2 separate regions of the Mus musculus genome follow, and region 2 is linked to region 1. Evidence: chromatin contacts called from public HiChIP or PLAC-seq data. All regions are on one chromosome and are shown on one strand. Each heading gives the region's core, a stretch centred on a gene start, on an enhancer-like site or on the middle of the called end of the contact. The rest is flanking DNA. Distances are from core to core; before and after follow the strand shown.

Evidence for each region. HiChIP or PLAC-seq counts read pairs in DNA pulled down with a chosen protein or histone mark.
Region 2: an H3K4me3 HiChIP or PLAC-seq map of neural tube shows a contact between it and region 1, with 6 times the contacts expected there. The contact joins the enhancer-like site here to the promoter of Fh1 in region 1. A contact is called at or near these places in 10 of 39 promoter capture datasets (the 3T3-L1 cell line, cranial neural crest, frontonasal cranial neural crest and 6 more) and 1 of 115 datasets of contacts at active chromatin or transcription factors (neural tube).

Annotation. Positions count from the first base shown.
Region 1 is chr1:175,622,755-175,628,182 of GRCm38.p6, forward strand. Fh1 (fumarate hydratase 1) reads right to left here and starts at 2,881. Exons shown (of 10, transcript NM_010209.2): 1 at 2,697-2,881. The coding sequence starts at 2,819.
Region 2 is chr1:174,620,922-174,626,349 of GRCm38.p6, forward strand. All of the region lies in intron 6 of Fmn2 (formin 2), which reads left to right. Among named protein-coding and RNA genes, the nearest start is that of Fmn2, 120 kb to the left of the region's middle. Within about 2 kb of position 2,185, at least 20 of the 459 cell types and tissues checked have an H3K27ac peak or open chromatin away from gene starts, as enhancers often do. A contact at or near this core is called in neural tube and second pharyngeal arch cranial neural crest, where this site is marked.

The DNA.
Region 1 (5,428 bases), core at 1,631-4,130:
AGCTAAAATCACAACCTTGGCAGACACGTCAAAAGCATCCTGTCTATCTTTAAAAGCATATCCAGCGTAAAACAAAAGCAAATACTATACCATCTCAGCGTATAACAAACTCTTCCAAAATTCTATTTCCTACCTTTAACCTCAGGTGTTATGACTAATACTGTCACCTGAACAGGATTGATCACCAAGTAAACAAGCCTCTGGGCCTGCCCAGGATGGCTCATCTAGATCAGAATAAAGAAGACATCTAAGCTGTGTGGACCACCACTGTGTAAGTGGCAGCATCCTATGTGTGCTGCAGTGGATATCCACTGCCAAGTGCTCAGTCCTGAAATCATACGTACATGAGCAACACTCCACTGTGTCACTTGTACAGACAGGCATTTATATACTGTGGTCCTTTGAACAAGATGTCTCCCATAGTCTCAGGCATATGGATGCTTGGTACCCAGATAATGGTCCTGTTTAGGAAGGCTGAGGAAGTGTGGCCCTGCTGACAAAGTATGTCACTGGAGAGCCTAAAGGCTATTAACATTTTGAGTTTGCTCTCTCTGCTTCTAAATTAAGCCCTTCCTTCTATAAGTTGCCTTGGTCATGGTGTTTTATCACAACAGAAAATTAACTAACACACACTCATATGCACACACACTAACCATTAAGAAAAAGACATGATTTTGACATAGAGCAAGGGGATTGGTACATGGGAGGAAGGCAAGGGAAGGGGAAATTATAGCTATATTTTTAATTTAAAAACTAAAAAAAAAATTTTTTTAAGTTATAAAGCAATCTGAGTGTCAGTGATGCTCTCTCTGCTTCCTGACTGTGTACCCAGTGTGTTCACACTCAGTGTGTCCAGTTACCTCAAGCTCCTGCTGTCATGCCGGCCCTGCCATGTAGTACTGCACCCGGGAATTGTGAATCAAACCTTCCTTCCCTACGTTGTAGAGCAGAGACTCTGACCCTCAGAACCATCTCGACAGCCCTTTGTGTAATCTTTGCCAACAGCCTCTGCATTCTAAGCATAAATGAACCATCATATTTACATGGCCCCAAGCAGAGAAGTCGTCAACAATGCGTCATACCTCCACATGACGCACTTCAGGTGAACTCTTAAGTGTCCTTTTAAATAACAGGGCTTCCAGGGTCATGTGAATTTCTCAATACTAGAGAACAACTTTTAACAAAATCAGCAGGCTTGCTGGAAATTACAAGGGGGCTAAAGGGCAAGAAATGTCCTTGGAACCATGGAAAAAGAAAAGTATACTGATCCTATTTTCTGACACTATAACCCTAAGCAAGAAACTGCTATTTTCATATTTGCCATGATAGATTCATTCCATTTTCCTGTTCCCCTAAACAAGCTTTAAAACAAAAAGAAACCCAGTCTTTTTAAAAGAGATTTTAGAATGCATTAAAATCACCAGAGCAAAGTTCCAGGAACTTTAAGCAACCTGGACTTCATAGCTTCTTTCCAAGATTTATGTTAGTGTGTGTCTGTGTGTGCATGGGTGCATATGTGTGTGTGTGTATGTATGTTTGCACACACGCATATGTCGAGGTTATTAAGAGTGTGTTACAGGTCCCCTAAAGCTGATGTTACAGGTGGGTGTGAACCACCTGATGGATTCTTCACTGGTGTCATCTCCCAAGCCCCAAGACGGTACAGAGTTGTCATTCAAGCGTCTAGAAGTTGAGAGAACGTCTTGGCCCTTTTAAGGACACTAAAGGAGGTCTAATTAAGAAGCACAGTGTTTTCCCCAAGTTCTATCTTGCTGAGCCTCTGTAATTATCTCAGCTTTACATGTAGAAACTGGACAAAGCCTGAACGCAGCAGTAGGACTTGAAATCACACCCCACACTACAGAAGACATGCTACACTTCGGAGTGGTCTTCCTAACTATTCATTTCTCAAACTTTTCCTAACAGTACATACACACTCGCATTTTTCGTTTTCTAAAGAACTCTAAACAGTACAGGGGCTTAACGAAGCATGCCATACCTTGGACCTGGCCCCTTAAGTTCCTTTAGCTGTCTTTCTGAATACAAAATCTTGGTTAGGGCAATTGTTCGGTCCTATCCAATCTGCTCAGGCATGCTTCCGAGTACTTATGTTCCTAGGTCCACATTTATGGATTTCGGAGTTTTACACCCAGTTGTGAGAGAGAACACATGTAACCTCACAAGCTAAATAGTCAAGTTAGTAAGAAGCAAAGCCTTTCCGTTCAGAAGACACACTGGCTTCATCCACTTCGAGGGCCTGAAAGCAGGAAAGAGCACCCTGGTGGACCAAGAAGCCAGACCCTAGCCTAGGGGAGCATCCTGTCTGTGTCCAGCCAGCAGGGCTTGCGATCTGGACAAGGAAGGGGCTTCCCCTTTCCTCGGGCTACTCCTGCACCCCGGCATCCCCCACCCTCTGCCTCCGTGCACGCTCTTTCCCAGAGAAGGTGTCCTGGACCGAAGGCCTCTGCAAGCTCAGGCATTGGGCAGGTCTGCCCTGACACTCAGGCTCCCCAGCAGGAAGGAGCGCGTCCCTCAGCGCTGCCCGCAGCCCCAACACACTCGGCTGGAGGCCGCGTCCGGGGCGGATGGTGAGCGTGCTGGCCGGCGCCGAGCCCAGGCGCGGCCCGCGGGGACACCCGGGACACTCTGACGTGAAGGTCACCCCGGGGAGGCCGGGTCCCGAGATGCCCGCTCACCATTCGCGCGACGTTCGGAGCACACCGCGGGAGGGTGGTCGCTTCCCCAGACACTGCAGCACCGGCGGACGGAACCCGCAGGAGGCGACGCGAGCGCGCGAGGAGACGGAGTGCGCGGTACATGGTGCTGCTGTACGGGGGTGGAAAGCTGAGCCTGAGCCACGCCCCCTAATACGTCAGATTCCGGCCACGCTCGTAACCAATCAAACGCCTCTTCCTGAGCATGTAGGACGGGACTAACCATGACTGGCCAATAATAACTAATGGGGCGGGTTGCCTTCCCTGGGCCTGTAGTATGGCTGTTTGAAGTCCTCGGGTTCACGGGAAACTAGTGCGGAAGGAATCATGGGAAAAGACAAGAGGCGGGAGGTCAGATCTTCCGACAATACTTCAAATGTGGCTGCTAGGAGGCAGGAAACTGGCTGAAGATGCCTGTAGTACTAGGTCCGTGAGACAGCCTAGAAAGAACATGTTATCAAGTTAATATTTATCCTGCAACCACCCATGACGTGCAGCTGTATGAATCCGTGTCTCAAATACTTATCTTCCTAGAAAGTGCCTCAAATTTTAAACAAGGAAGTAGTAATCAATTATCCCACAATGCTCCTAGTTGTCATTTTGGAGTCAATTTTCCTGTCATTTTTTTAAAAGATTTATTTTATGTCTATGAGTACATTGTAGCAGACTTCAGACTCACCAGAAGAGGGCATCAGATCCCTCTTATTGTGATGGTTGTGAGCCACCCTGTGGTTGCTGAGAATTGAACTCAGGACACCTGGGAGAGCAGTCACTGCTCTTTACCACTGGGTCATCTCTCCAGCCTTTTCCTCTGTCTTTTAACATGTCCTCTGATAACATTTATAATGTGTCCACATTCCTTGGGATTTTTCATCTCTGATTTTCTTTGTGGTTACAGGCTAGGGAAAACATTGCTTAAATGATGCCAATGGAAAAAGAGTAACTGATAAAAAAAATTGTGTCTCTTCTTTTAATTTTCTAATGCAGAATCAGAAGACAGTTAAAGAGGAAGTTCTTCAGGAAATGAGAGGCTTCAATTTATAGCCTCAGCACTCTAGATGCCACGGTAGGGAGGAGTTGAATTCAAGAATAACCTTGGCTTCATAGTGAGCCTGACACAAATGCACTGTTGACCTGCAATCTTCACACTTGAGAAGTGCAGGTAGGAAGAATAGTAGTTCAAGGCCATCCTTGGCTACACAGGGAGTCTGAAGCCAGTGTGGGATACAGGCCACCCTGTCTCAAAATAACACAAATGAAATAAAATAAGTAAGAATAAGACTAATAGCTGAGCTAAATCAATTAAACCAGTACCGGTGGGTTTTCAGACCTCAGTATCTAGTTCTTCCCTCTCTCAACTAATGGCTGAGAAATTTTTAGAGTAGTTGGTGAAAGGTAGAACCAAATTTTCTTTAAAAGTTAGGTTAAGGGGAAAAAGACAAAGCAGTAAGATAAAGTACAATCATATAAAGCAGTGTATCTTCTGCCCGAAATGTTACACTTTTGCCATTAAAGAGCAGCCACAAGAGTGTGGTGAGTATGTGTGTATGTGAGTGTGTGTGGGTGTGTGTGAGTGTGTGTGTGAATATGTGTGTGTGTGTGAGTGTGCGTGTGAGTGTTTGTGTGCATGTGTGAGTGTGTGTGTGTGAGTGTGTGTGAGTGAGTGTGTGTGCGTGTGTGAGTGCGTGTGTGTGAGTGTGTGAGTGTTTGAGTGTATGTGAGTGTGTGTGTGCGTGTGTGAGTGCGTGTGTGAGTGTGTGTGTGAGTGTTTGAGTGTGTGTGTGAGTGTGTGTGTGAGTGTGTGTGAGTGTTTGAGTGTGAGTGTGTGTGAGTGTGTGTGTGTGTGTGTGTGTGTGTGTGTGTGTGTGAGTGTGTGTGTAGGGGGATCTCCTGGGTTCCAGCTGAATGAAAAAAACAACTGAAATGAAAGGAGGAGGACATGACTACTCCTAAAGTAAGGAGAGGATTTTTATGGTAGATACAAGGGAGAAAGCAGAGAGAGGAAAGAGGCCAAGCTGAACAAGGCAGGCAGAGGAAACCAGGCCATGGGAGGAAAGGGGGCAGGGGATGGGATGGGGGCAAGAAAGGAGCTACTGACAAAGACAAGACAGGTAATCAAGCCAATAAATAGGCTAAGAGAATGATGTAGCCAAAATGGCTGACTTACATAGGGAAAAGAGCTGTGCAGGTGGAAGCCCAGCTCTCAGAAGTTTAGAGGAGGGAAAGGGTTGAAAAGTGCTGGGAGGAGCCCCAGATATTGCTTTGATATGTTAATGACAGCTCAGCCATTTCTCTGAGTTTCTGAGACCTAAGGCCTGTCTTCTGCTTAGTTTATAAGTAATCATGAGTCCTTTGTTTCCATTCTCTACTCTCCTACCACAAAGCAACACAAACACTTACCATTTGCTTTGTCTGTACTCTTAACGAAATAGAAGATTCATTTCTAAACTTGAGTGCCACGTTCTCCCGCCCCTTCCCAGAGGCGCTTATTTTCTTCAAAAGTGTCCTTCCCCGTCCACCCTTGTTTGTTGCTTCAGTCACTAACAGGCAAACAATTGCTTTACAACTTCATTTCAGTCCTGGTGTGATGGTGCACCACCTTAGTCTGCACACCAGAGAGGCACAGGCACGTAGATTTCTGTGCATTAAAGACTAGTGCAGGTCTACATGGTCAGCTCCAGGAGAACCAGGGCTACAAAATGAGACCCTGTCTC
Region 2 (5,428 bases), core at 935-3,434, 1.0 Mb before region 1:
ATAACTTCACAACACTGTAGGAACAAGGACTCTAAGATGTGTTTGTATGACTTACCTAAGGGTAGAAATGGAAAGAAACTAAGCAGAGGGAAACTAGTTCTTCTTATCAGAGCAACAAAGAAAGAAAAAACAGAAGATTCAGTTAAACATGGCAGAGAAAACAAAGGAAAGGGAATACAAGCAACCCACAATAGTGAAAATAAAGAATATTACATGGCATGAGATAATAAAGGAGAGAGGAGCGAGGTGGAGTGAAGAGGCGGTGCTTGTTTGAAGACCACACACTAGAGTAAAATGGTAGAAGATGGGGAGAAGATTGGGGAAGAAAGAAGGGAACACTAAAAAACAAAACAAAACAAATCCAACCAAACCACTAAGTGCTAGGTGAGTAGTTTATATGGCGGGCTCCATATTTGAGAGGCTTCGATAGGAAGATCAGGAGTCCCAACCATCCCATTCCCTCTGCTAATTCCAGGGGTTGGGGTGGGAGAGTCAAGAGAGGGAGCGAATGCAGGAGGAAGGCAGGACTGGAGGAAGGAAAGAGAGCCACAGGTCATGGAGAGGGGATTAGAGGAGTCAAGACCAAAAGGAAAGATATAAAATAAGGCAAGAAAAAAAAAGCTAAAATAGTTTAAATAGCATGAACAAAAACTGGAAAAACAAAACATGAAAGAGACTGGTCAGCATCACCCCAGGGTGTCACTCCATGGGTGAGTGCATTTATCTTTGCCAAGGAGCTTTCTTTTCTGGGTTTTGAGTTAGCTCCTTGTGGTGAAATGGAACCTTTGTTTTCTTTGGCCTCCTGTGCTGGCGTTTGTTTTCTCTGCCAGCAAGAAGGACCTGTGGTTTGGGCCAAGTAGTTGTCATGACTCAAGGACAAATCTCCTTTGACTTCCCAACTACCTCTTGACCAGTCTCTCTTTGCTTGAGGGTTTGTTTGTTTGTTTGTTTTGTTTTTTCTTCAACTTGACTCTGGATACCTAGGTATAGAAAATACATATAGTATCTAGCCATTGATAATAAGTTATAAACAAATTTATCAAGGCAATTTTTGGTATATATTGATTTCTTGTCATTAAACACTGAGATAGATTTGTTTGCTAATGAGGTAGTTATCATTGTATTTTTTTATATAAAGAATTAGATTCTGGTTAAATATTTGATATTCCAAGACAAAGAGCATGTTCAACATTTTTTCAGAATTGACTAGTATTTCCATTCATAGTCAATATTGTGAGTGGTACTTCATCATATATAGCATAGAATAGTTATTTAGGCCCATTTTAAAAAATGTTAGAAATTTTTTTCTACCTCCAAGCCAAAATTCCTTGTATGAGTTTTTTATGAAACCTATCAGCAATTCAAATACCAATTTAAAAGGTTGACTGTTCTAACACCATACAGAACAAAGATGCATTAATTTGATACATCCTGAAGAATGGTGTTCTGTAGTGAAATGTCATATTTCAATACAATTAAAAAACACTGTGTGCTTCGTAAAACTAAAATAGTCTTAAATCTCAGCCAAGGGGTGTCATTGTTGCTCTACCTTACAAGGGCCTGACCAGTCCAGACTGCATGTATGCTCAGAACTAAGGTTGCAATGATGCCATCTGATTCAGGATGGACACACACTGTCTGCTGCAAACACCTCAGATTGGTCTTGCTTTTGATTTTTCATTAAGTTTTTGTTCAATGCACATTCAGAAGCCTTCTTCTGTCATCAGTTCTTTTTGCTTTTTAAAAAGTTCTTGACCATTGTATACGTGGATATAAATTTAATCATGTCTTCCCACTTTAGACTCTCTACTGGCTCCCTCTCCCTCCACCTCTGCCTCTCTCCTTCCTCATCTTCTATTCCTTCCTTACTCATCTTCTGTTGCCTTGTCTCATCCCCATTCCTCCTCACACTGAAGCCCTTCTTCCCAACTTCCCACTGTCATTTCTTTTATGTGCATGGCCCACTGAGTTTAAGTAGGGTTTCAGGAATGTAAGTGGGTGGGTTGTTATCGCCATTTACAATCTCCACAAAAGAAGTTGTGCCAAATAGCTTGAGAAGCAGAGATTGGAGGTGGTCTTTTTGTCTCTAGAGACTGGGCAAAGCTACTGTGGATCTTTTGTGCTGTGGGCACAAGACACTGCCTCCTTTGTGTTCTGGGCCTATGGGAGGCTGCATTGCTCCTATACATCTATCCCTAGTAGATTCACTTGCCTCTACCTCTGGCAGCTGGCTTTCATGCTGGGCTTCAGGAGGGAGAAGGGAGGAAGGCTCTTCCTTTCATATAGCTCAGGCCAGCGGTCCACTACTTGGAGCTCTCCGCGGTTCTGACTTCATTTTTCTGCTCTAACTGGAGCAATGGTTCTCAGCCTTCCTTAGGCTGCCACCCCTTAGAACACTTCCTCCTGTTGTGGTCATCCCAACCATAAAACTGCTTTTGTTGCTAATTCATAACTGTAGTTTATTATTGCTATGCATCATAATGTCAACATCTGATATGCAGGATATCTGCTGTGGGATCTGGGGAAAAGGTCTTTCAACCCCTAAGGGGGTTATGACACACAGGCTGAGAACCTCTGAATTTACAGGCCTGCTCTCGCTTGATGCTTTTCCGGGCTTCTCAGAGCACACAGTGTATGGTGAAATCCCTGTCTCCAGAGCCACCCAGCTGGCTCCTGATTCAACAAGGTCTTTTCAAAATGACTACAAACCACTGATATGGTGTGAGGAGGGGTCCCAGAAAACATATGGTATGTGGATCCCAGGTTCCATGCACTTTTGGGCCACATATCTGCTCAGTAATGGGCCCAGTGTTTTCCCTGTGAGTTCGCTGTTTATTTTCTCGTCTGTCTCCTTCCCACCACTGGCTGGAGGCTGTTGTTTCTCATTGGCCATGTTGTGCCATGCCATGCTCTCTAGCCCTTGTTCTCTCACTCTGTCTGATCTCCAAAATTTCTAACAGTGATCGAGGGAGATCAGTGTGTGCTTTCTGTTGCTCTTTGTCTTTAGCCCTTAGTCAATGATCTCTGAGGTTACACCCATTCTTCTGCTTGGGCTAGTCTTTTCCCGTGTGGTACGAAATCCCTGGAAACAGACTCTCACTCTACTCTGTGTTCTGAAGTTTGTCCTGCTGCCCTCCCCAGAGAGGATAGCTGCTCTTTGTATCCTTGAACATTTTACCAGCCTCTGCTTGAGTGTTGTCCACCAACTTCCACCTCTTTCCTCAACCTGTGTAACTTACAAAAACTGAAGAGGCATAAAGTCATTCGTCTATACTATTGAATGTCAACATAATGGATTATTTAAAACTTCTGATTCTGGCGACTCATAGCTCCTTTGCATGTGCTGACTAGCTTCCTCCTGTCACCCCCCCCCCATCGTTTCTCCACTCTTAATTTTCTCTCTTGTCTCACTTCAGTTTCTCTATTCTTTTCCCTCTGCTTTCCTCTCTGCATCTCTCCCCACTCACCTTCCTTTCCCCCTGCCACATGCAGTGATAAACGGTCTGATGCTTTTGTGGAAAACAGTATTCCTTGTCTTTTATAAACACAGACACTGAGAAAATACACCACTTGGCTGGTGATAGTTATGTGTGCCTCCATAGAGGATTAGGGCTCACTGCTGCTTTCTAATTATAGTACCAAGGTACTGTTTATACATTTTAGCCTCAAAACAGAAAAAAATGAAAATAAAACAAAAAAGACTTAGTTTCATTATAGTTTTATTGAATCCATTCATCAGAGAATAAAACACAGATTATTTTTAAAAAGATTTATTTACTTATTCATTTATTTTATGCATATTAGTGCTCTATCTGTATGTAGGTATACCTGCATGCCAGAAGAGGGCATCAGATCCTATTATAGATGATTGTGAGATACCATGTAGTTGCTGGGGTTTGAACTTGGGACCTCTGAAAGAGCAGACTGCTGAGGCATCTCTATCTTTCTCTCCAGTCCCCTAAAATGCTATTGACTAGAGTAAAAAAAGTATCTGGAAATTGCCACACTCTCAGTACCACAATTTAAGCGATTGTCCTAATAAGCTTCACACCCAGAATTCATGGCGAGTGGAATTCAAATGATAGAAATAAAGTTAAATAGAGAGCAAGAGGAGGTGACATCAGACCAGACGGGGCTCCACAGAAGATTCAGGCTTTTTTGTTTTCCCTCATCCCCCCACCCCCACCCCCACCCCCAGATAGCCATAAAGTGGAAATGAGGGCATTTTTTCCCTAATCGATCCATATGACTTTGTGTGTACTTTCCTATTGCCCTTAGACTTGTCCTATTTCTACATATGTAATCTGATGTCATTAAGCATTCTACAAAACATAAGGCAGTAACTCTTGGTAGCATCCTAGCCCTGCTAAAATCAAGACAGTTTTTCCCTTGAGATTTGTCTATACATTCTCATCCTACCCCTTTGCAAGGCTTTTTGCTAATGTTTTGTGGATACCAGAATCCCAGGTCAGATTCACTTGAAGCTGGTAGTCATTATATTATGGGGGCGGGGAGGCCTTGATTGGCAGAGGTCTCTGCAAACATTGGTGTGCTCATTTTGGTTTTAAGCAAGCCTCTGCTTTTTGAACTGACAGAGAAAAGCAGAATAGCTTGTTTTAAAAGTTGTGTTATGGTAATCTGGATATGTCAGCCTGACCGCTGGTTTGGTTGTTGCTGCTTGTTTTGTTTTGGGGAATTTTGTTTTGTTTTGAGTAAAAAAAAAAAAATCTCATTTCAGTAATACCAGCTTCCTTAGGCTGCCACACACGAAGAAGGTAGACACGGAGACTTTCCATAGCCAACAGAACAATAACATTCCCTCACCCAAGTGTTTCCTTGAATCACATATTAAATCTTTCAGAGAGAATATAATACCATTATATAGGAAACTCAAATAAATTCTTTGCTTCTAAAAACAGAAATATACATTCTTATTCTTCTATTAAGTGTGAATGAAATGGGTCTATTTCAAAATATCATTTTTATAAGGACAGTCATTAGATGGAGTGGTGGCTCTAGTTTAGAGTATTTGGTGACTTAATAAGAAGTAGGAAGGCAACAAGTGCTATGATCAAGAATTTAAAGGAAATAATCTGATCAGCTAAATGAAAGTTAAGAGAAAGTCGGATTTCAAGGCCCACAAGGGCTCTAGGACAGATGATCCAGACTCTTGATGGCCTTGGGATCACTTTAGTAATGACCATGGCCACTAGTCAGCCTTGATCTCACTCCATGATGGCATTTTCACATTTAAGCTTCATTTTATTGGCAGATGTCCACCCACCAGCACAGAGTGAGGCACATTCATGAGACAGTCTTAGGTGTTTTATAACCGAATATGTTAATGAGACAGGAAAGATTCATAGCTTGGAGTAAGTCCTCCTGGCCTCTATCTCGCCTCTGACTTCCAAGTTTGACCCTTTAAAAA